2 separate regions of the Drosophila melanogaster genome follow, and region 1 is linked to region 2. Evidence: chromatin contacts called from public Hi-C data. All regions are on one chromosome and are shown on one strand. Each heading gives the region's core, a stretch centred on a gene start, on an enhancer-like site or on the middle of the called end of the contact. The rest is flanking DNA. Distances are from core to core; before and after follow the strand shown.

Evidence for each region. A called contact is a pair of places that touch in the nucleus more often than the background predicts.
Region 1: a contact with region 2 is called in a Hi-C map of the Kc167 cell line, with 5 times the contacts expected there. The contact joins the promoter of Loxl1 here to the promoter of CG1607 in region 2. A contact is called at or near these places in 6 of 107 Hi-C or Micro-C datasets (the D17-c3 cell line, the Kc167 cell line, the S2 cell line and 1 more).

The regions. Positions count from the first base shown.
Region 1 is chr3R:31,457,378-31,461,394 of dm6, reverse strand. Loxl1 (Lysyl oxidase-like 1) reads left to right here and starts at 1,526. Exons shown (of 2, transcript NM_079868.3): 1 at 1,526-2,517; 2 at 2,573-3,015. The coding sequence starts at 1,674. The coding sequence ends at 2,811. It overlaps CG11334, which reads left to right. Exons shown (of 6, transcript NM_170551.3): 3 at 239-474; 4 at 533-765; 5 at 832-995; 6 at 1,054-1,573. The coding sequence ends at 1,383. It overlaps Gprk2 (G protein-coupled receptor kinase 2), which reads right to left. Exons shown (of 13, transcript NM_057519.4): 13 at 3,522-4,017.
Region 2 is chr3R:31,379,649-31,383,426 of dm6, reverse strand. CG1607 reads right to left here and starts at 1,318. Exons shown (of 10, transcript NM_143608.2): 1 at 1,092-1,318.

The DNA.
Region 1 (4,017 bases), core at 277-2,776, 78 kb before region 2:
TCTTCGCTCTTGTTTATGAATAACGACAATATAGCAGCGAAATTATTGCCCCAACGGTCTCATTTGAGACATGACAACAGCATGACAGCCTGATATTTTAAATATTCTCATTTAGCATCTTGATTGATCACGACTATTAATGGGTACTCGTTTCATATAGTCATGAAAAGTGGGTGCGTTTAAGGGACCATTAAAAATAAAACAAGCAATTTAAACTAATATTTTTGACTCTTTGAAGGTGCGTGGTGCTCCGGCCATCGCTATCGTTGGCTGCCTCTCCCTGGCCGTGGAAATCAACCCGGAGGATTTTGAGAACAAGAAATCACTGCGGCAGGAGATTGAGGGAAAGTTGAACTATTTGGTTTCCGCCAGGCCTACGGCGGTCAACATGAAGATCGCAGCCGACGAGCTCATCACCCTGGCCAACGAACTTTACAAGGACGAGGCAATCGACGTGACCCAAATGAAGCATAGGTAACCTCCTTACTGGGCTACGAGACGAGCACACAAAGTTAACCCCCTTCTGTTTAAGATTTCTGGACGCGACCGAAGCTATGCTAAAAAAAGACATTGCCGATAACCGTGCCATTGGAGCGAATGGAGCCCAGGCGATCCTACAGGGCGTGGCGAAGGCAGGTAAAGCGCCCGCTGGATCGACGGGATCCGTCCGGGTGCTTACCCACTGCAACACGGGTTCCCTGGCCACCGCCGGGTACGGTACAGCTCTGGGAGTGGTCCGCCAACTGGCCGAGCTGGGAAAACTGGGTGAGTACTTAATAGAGTTTGGTACATTTATTGATTACTTACGCACTTTTGCACTTTTCGCTCTAGAGCACGTTTATTGCACAGAGACTCGTCCTTACAATCAGGGAGCCCGCCTCACAGCCTACGAACTGGTCCACGAGAAATTCCCCGCCACTCTGGTTCTGGATAGCATGGTGGCGGCTCTGCTGCGGGCCAAAAATGTGGCTGCTGTGGTTGTAGGAGCAGATCGTGTAAGTAAGCCTCTTAATGATTAACTATTTTCGATTAATGGTTTCTTCCCTTCCTTAGGTGGCCTCCAATGGCGACACGGCCAACAAGATTGGTACCTACCAGATTGCCGTGGTTGCCAAGCACCACGACGTGCCATTTTACGTAGCCGCCCCTCTGACTTCCATCGATCTAGCGATTCCCGGAGGCGATCACATCATCATTGAGGAGCGTCCCGACCGGGAAATGACGCACGTGGGAGAGCACCGCATCGCTGCCCCGGGCATTAACTGCTGGAACCCCGCCTTCGATGTGACCCCTGCCTCTCTGATCACAGGCATCATCACGGAACGCGGTGTCTTCAAGCCGGCGGAACTGAAAGAGGCCATCACTAAGTTGCTAGAGTCCTAACCGGCGCACAGAAGTAGTTTACACATGCACTCCATACCCCCAAAAAAAGAAACCGCAGAAACCAGAGCACGCGCGCTCGGAATAGGCATTTTGCCAGCTGAGTTTTGTATACAAACGTTTTCCCGCCTGCCAAGCAGATGTGGGTCGATCCGTTGGGAAGCACAACGCACAATATACCTCCTACACATGTAGCCCCATTTGCCAGTTGTTACCCTACTGGCGCATTGTTCCATTGACTTTAAAACTGGTTGCGATTTGGGTGTGCTCCACCAGAAGGGGCTGAATGGGCGATGGCTTCGTTCCGGTTTCAATTGTTGCAGCTCCTAGTGGTTCTCAGCCAAGGTTGGGCCAACCTCAACGTGCAGAACAACTATAGAAACATGATGGTCCGACTGGCCACTAACAAGGCAGCGCTCGCCGGTATTCAAGTCCTCCGCGAGGGACGCGTGGAGGTGAGCTTTGACTTTGGCGCCTCATGGGGTACGATCTGCAGCACTTCGTGGAGCATGCGGGAGGCAAATGTGGTGTGCCGACAGCTAGGATTGGGCTACGCTTCCAAGGCAAGCCAGGGAACGGAGCACGGGGATAGCCGGAAGTATCCCTGGGGCATGGTGGGCACTCTGTGCAGGGGAACCGAGCGTCGCCTAGCCGACTGCATCCGGGAGTCCCACTACCCGAACCTCTGCAATGCCAGAAACCATAATGTCAGCATTGCGGCCTGTGTTAGCCATTCGGCTGACCTGGAGATCGGACTGGTGGACATCGAGAGAACCGCCCGCCTGGAGGCCGTGCCCATGTCGCGGCTCACATGCGCCATGGAAGAGCACTGTGTTTCCGCCGACGCTTACGAGATCCGAAGGACGAATCCGCACGCTGCGAGGATACTGCTTCGCTTTTCCGTTAAGGCTTCCAATGTGGGCACCGCCGATGTAAGCCCATACGCTAACTACAAGGAATGGGTATGGCACCAGTGCCACAGACACTACCACAGCATGAATGTTTTTGCCACCTTTGATGTTTACGACCTCAACTACCGGAAGGTGGCCCAGGGGCACAAGGCCTCCTTTTGCCTGATGGACAGTGAATGCCGGCCAGGAGTACGGCAAAAGTACACCTGTGGCAACACCACCCAAGGTACGTGCACCTGTGACAGCTTCTAAGGAGTCACTAGTAACCCATCTCCTTGCAGGCATTTCCGTGGGCTGCGCAGACACCTACACCGATGTGTTGGACTGCCAGTGGGTGGATGTTACCCGAGTTCCCATCAACCGACGCTACATCCTGCGAGTGGCCCTCAATCCCGAGTACAAGCTGGGAGAGATATCCTTCGAGAACAACGGAGCTGAGTGCCTTCTTGACTACACTGGCGTACGGCAGACGACAAGGATTTTCAACTGTCGGCGAAAGCCGCTTTGGTTTAAGATTTGATTTTGTGTACAGTTTAGAAAGTAAAATAGCGGTATGAGCCATCTCTGGTGACCTCTTAGATACTAAGAATTTCCCGCCTGCCAATGCTAGATGGCTGGATCATTTGAAATGAATACTTTAGGGCTTAGAATCGTAATTAATCTGTGTACTTCAATAAAGCTAGTATACTTTTGGGGAGTAGCGGTTTCTTCACTGCCAAACAATAATTCTTGGTATACTTTTGGGAGCCGCAACAAAAGTCGAACCATTATTTTATGCGGCATACTTTTCTGCGGCGCCGACACACTTGGGTGTCATACTGCAGTGCATACCAGTAGGCGCTGATTAGTTTTAACTTTGTTTATCCACCTGCTGTTATTTCTGTTCGCCTGGTATTTCAATTCAAACAAGCCGTCAAATTGGCCGACAGATTGTCAAATCGCAGTGCCCATGTAGCAAGTTTTTTGATTTTCAATACCAGGCGAACATAATTTGTAGCAAGTGCCTACCAGCTGGTAAAATTTTCTTAGAATCAACCGTTAGTTTGCAAAAGCGCACTCCCAAAAGTATGCAATTCTTTGCAACCATCAGAAGTGTATTCTTTGGCGCCAAATTTAAATGGCTTACCTAGCATACCCAATGGGCAAAATCTTATATTTCGTCCTTTACTTTTTAACCTTGTCTGAATGAAAAGAATGAAACGCCACACAACTTGATAGTTTAATACGTTTATTGTTTTTGAGTGTCCATCTCTTGACTTTTCGGTTGTATTTTGTATTATTTCGCTTACAGAATAGATTTATTTATGTATGTATATCTGGTATTTACGATGCTCTATAAATATGCCTTTAATTGCTAGAGATAAATATTTCGGCGCTTGCTCAGTTTGGTTTACTTTATGTAGTCGTGGTGCTAAATTGGATTTGGAGCTGATGCTGATGGCGTTTGCTGTTTTGAATGCTGGTTGGTTGTGCTGTTAGTAGTTGTTCATTATATGCCTTACAATTTACTAGTTGTGCCTAAATCAAGTGAATTGAAACTAAGACGTTCAGCTGGCGCGTTCCATGCTGCCAGCCAACCGGTTCGATAATCATAATTAATTTTCATACTAACATAATAAATTCTCCAATTGGTTTACTTTTGTTTCTTTCTTTGTTGCTAATTGCTAATTACAAAATGCCTACGCTACTATTACACAAAACTTAGACGCTAGCTGACATCGATATC
Region 2 (3,778 bases), core at 69-2,568:
AAGGCTGTGAGACTGAGGTCCAGGCTTTGATGATTCGGCCGACTGTCGATATTTATTTGGATCTGTTCCGCGGCCGGTTTTTTGGTTCCCAAACTGCTAAGTGTCCATCATTGAGTTGCTTAATCTCGGCTTTATTAGCAATTTGTGTATATAATCCCGAATTAACGACAATTGGCCGTGCGTCCAGCGACGTCATAGCAGCCGGTTAGAATGTATTTCTAAGTGCGTTAGTCTTATTAAATTAAATTCCGACTTTTCTGCCGCATTTGTGGCACTTTAGGAGCTCCCCGAATCGTTACTCAACTGATTTACTGCGCCTACAGTCTGCTTGATGTGATCGAGTCTTGTTTGGCATCCAAATTCTAAATCCGATCAGCTGATGGTCTTAAGTAAACAAATTCACAGCCTATAGAGAGTATCCTCAAATGCTTATCACGCTCTTTAAATGCTATTTTTTTCTGTTTCTCTGCCTAACTAAACTGCGTACTTAATGCTTAATCTCTGACATCTGTTGGGGCTGACGAATTGCGGTTTTCAGACTGCGAAAACAATTTAAGAGCTTTCATTAAATTAAATTTGGTGATGCATTTGGCAAATGCCAATAAATTTCAGGATTTCCCCCAAGGCCAAGGGCTTACCCCATCCTGAAAGGCATTGAACTGGTAAGAGAAGAGTGTGGGCCATTTGATATCTACACCACCGGCGTGCCAAGTGCCAATAAGTCGGAGCACAACACACCTTTCCAGAATAGGTGGGCCGCGGGTATTAAGTGTCCTTCGCCACCGAACGACGCTCATTAATTTACAGATCGACTCTGAGCCAAGTACTTATCGAGGTGGCTGGCATTCCAAGTACAATCTGACGTATTGTGACATTTCTGACCAAATGCCAGGTTGGCATTGCATCAGATTCTTGGCCATAGGTAATATCTGATTAAATGGTTAATGGAAAAGCGGCGCCAAAGTGTCTGGGAAAGCTTTCGGAAGCTGTTTGCGTGGGAAGTTTGTGACGTCAGGAATTGCCATTTGTGACGTGTTAGAGGGCAGAGGGCAAAGCGAAAGACAAAATAATATAGATTCTGACATACTCACACACAAATTTTAATTGATTTTTTGTTGGCTTAGATTTAAGTGTAACTTGACTTAATCAAGGTGTTAAATCAAGGAAGTTTCAAGCATTTTAAACACTCTTAGATGAATTGCTTGATACAACTTTAATTTAAAAACTTTAATATCTTTTAATATACGTTATTTGCTGTGCGAAATTGATGTTTATAAGACCCGCTTTGTTTCCGTGGCCACAGTTCTCGTTCTACTGACGGGCAGTTCGGGGTTACAGCATCGCCAGAAAACGAGAGAGCCATCCGAATCTCATTCCCCCCCGCCCACAAAAAGCACTCCGATAAGAGGTTCTTAAGAGCAGGAGCCAAGGCCTTCGGCGGACCACGTTTTTTGAGAACCTTTTGCGAACAGCAAATTACACATTTCGCAGGCGATAGGAAACTCACAACCCCAACGGCCATCGTCGAGGATTCTTAGAGGTTGGTCATCATGGGCTTGGTCTTTCAAATTATGCCAGTCCCTGCATGCTTCTTGGGTTTTTTTCTGGCAGTTCTTGCTTTTTGCGAGATGTCTGCTCACGTTCACGGCGATTCGAACGTCTTTTGTTGCCCGCGCATAAATTTTCGGCTTGGCACAACGTTCTTTGGGTTGCTGCTCTCTGTGATTCGCCTCACTTTATTGTTGTATTCAAGGTCAGCGGGGTCCTGCTGCGCATGTCCTGAAAGAGCTTTCGAGTGCGTACACTAGAGCGCTGTGAAAATAAAGTGCTGGTAAAGTTGCCTCGACCTTTTTACGGTCAAACATAAGAAACGGACGGACAGAGTCCAACTATTTAGCTATTATGATTCCCGAGGTTTCAACTTTCATACACATCAAACGATCTTTATCAAGAATTTATTTAACTTCTATGTTCGCAGATGCTTTTTATACCTGTTACATGCTGTCGGTGGTTCTATGATACCCCTGCTCAAGTGATGGGTATAATTAGTAAAGACAATAATATTTCAAGCCAAGACAAGAACCAACATTTTTGTACGTCATTTTTATACAACCACCATGTAGAATAGTTACGCGGTAAAATGCTTGTAAAATAATTGTATAAATCGAAAGTTGACATGTAGATATCCAGTTAAAGTTACGTGTATAGAAAATCTGTAAATATTAAAATAATTAAAAACAATGCAATTTTAAAATAATTTATGTGTAGGTAGGTTTGGCACTTCAGCATTCAAAGAATTAGTAAAGTTTAAGCGTATGGAAAATTGTTAAATTTCTCCTTTTACCAGCACATTTTGTACGCAGCTTTACTCTCATTTTTCCCCTTTTGGGTTTTCAACAATTTGTAAGTAACACATCGAATAAATCCGGGGAATTTGGCACATGTGTTGTGTGCAGTTGCACAATGCATCCCCGCGGCGAGTTGTCCACAAATCCCGCCCACCTGCAAAGATGTGTTGACAAGGCCAAATGCGAAAGGGTGGTGTGTGAGCTGAGTGTGTGTGTGTTCCGATGTGTTCCGTGTGCGCCAGCAACTTTGATCCAGCTGCGAACTGTTCATGCGTGGAAGCTGCATTGTTCGGTGCTTAAAAGCGATTGCTGCTGCCATATAAATGCACCTACCTCATGCCAGTGCGCTCCCCATTGCGTATACGTAGTGTGCAACACGCATACGCACTGTTGCACCGCCATAAAGGCTTGTCTCCCCAACTGCGCTCGCTTATTAGTTTGTTTTGCAGGAGGGTAAAATCAATCAATGGCCTCACCTGCTGCCTATCACCCGCCATCAAACACAATTTGATGGCATCAAAGCTTTATTTGTGTGCCTAGCCCACGAACAGGATGCCGAGCAGGCAGGATATGAACGGACCTCGGACTACGGACTACGGTCTACGGACTATGGACTGTCGGACCATCGAGGACACCAGCGCATATTTTGCCACATGACAGTTTGCTTTCGCATCTATGTCATGGCTCTGTCCGTGTTTTTTTGCAACGCTTTTGATCCTTACGTGACTGCGACAATTGTCGCTGGCACCTGTATCGTCAGAGCGAAGATACACTCAAACAAAAATGGACTGCAAGTTAAAAAAAGGCTGCAATGAAAATAGTTCTGGTTTTTCCAACATACTCAAAGGACTTTCGGACGCCTATAGAAGAAAATTCGAAACCCAAACACTGAGCTGGTTTTTATAAGTGGATTCTGGACATCCTGTCGCTTTTTTTCATCTGCGTTGGCGGCAAACTTTTCGCCGGAACATTTCCACATTTGCAAATGCAAATTCAAATGCTCGATTACAGTTGGCAAAAAACCCATATGCATTTGCTTATCGCATCGTGCCTGAGCAAATTTTGAATATTTTCCCAGCAATGCTGATCAATGAAGTGCGCACTTTTTGCCGCATCGGTGGGTAAAACAAGTTCTAAGCTACTTACTGTCCGGAGTCCTGAGTCGAATGGCGATAGATGTTGGCAGACACACCGAATAGTTCGAACTTTCTTGACGGGCGACAGGCGTTTTTCCACCTGCAAATTTATGCACTCTCTGACCATGCGAGCCAGAGACTCTGGGCAAAATGAAGTGCAAAGCTGCTTTTGAAGAGCAGAAGGAAGGCGTCCTGGCTCGGATGGTGGGTAGTTATGCAAAGTGCTGCCAGCTGCCGGATTATGTTGATTTTCATGGACTGAAATCAATTTGAGCAAGGCAGTTCGCAAATGAA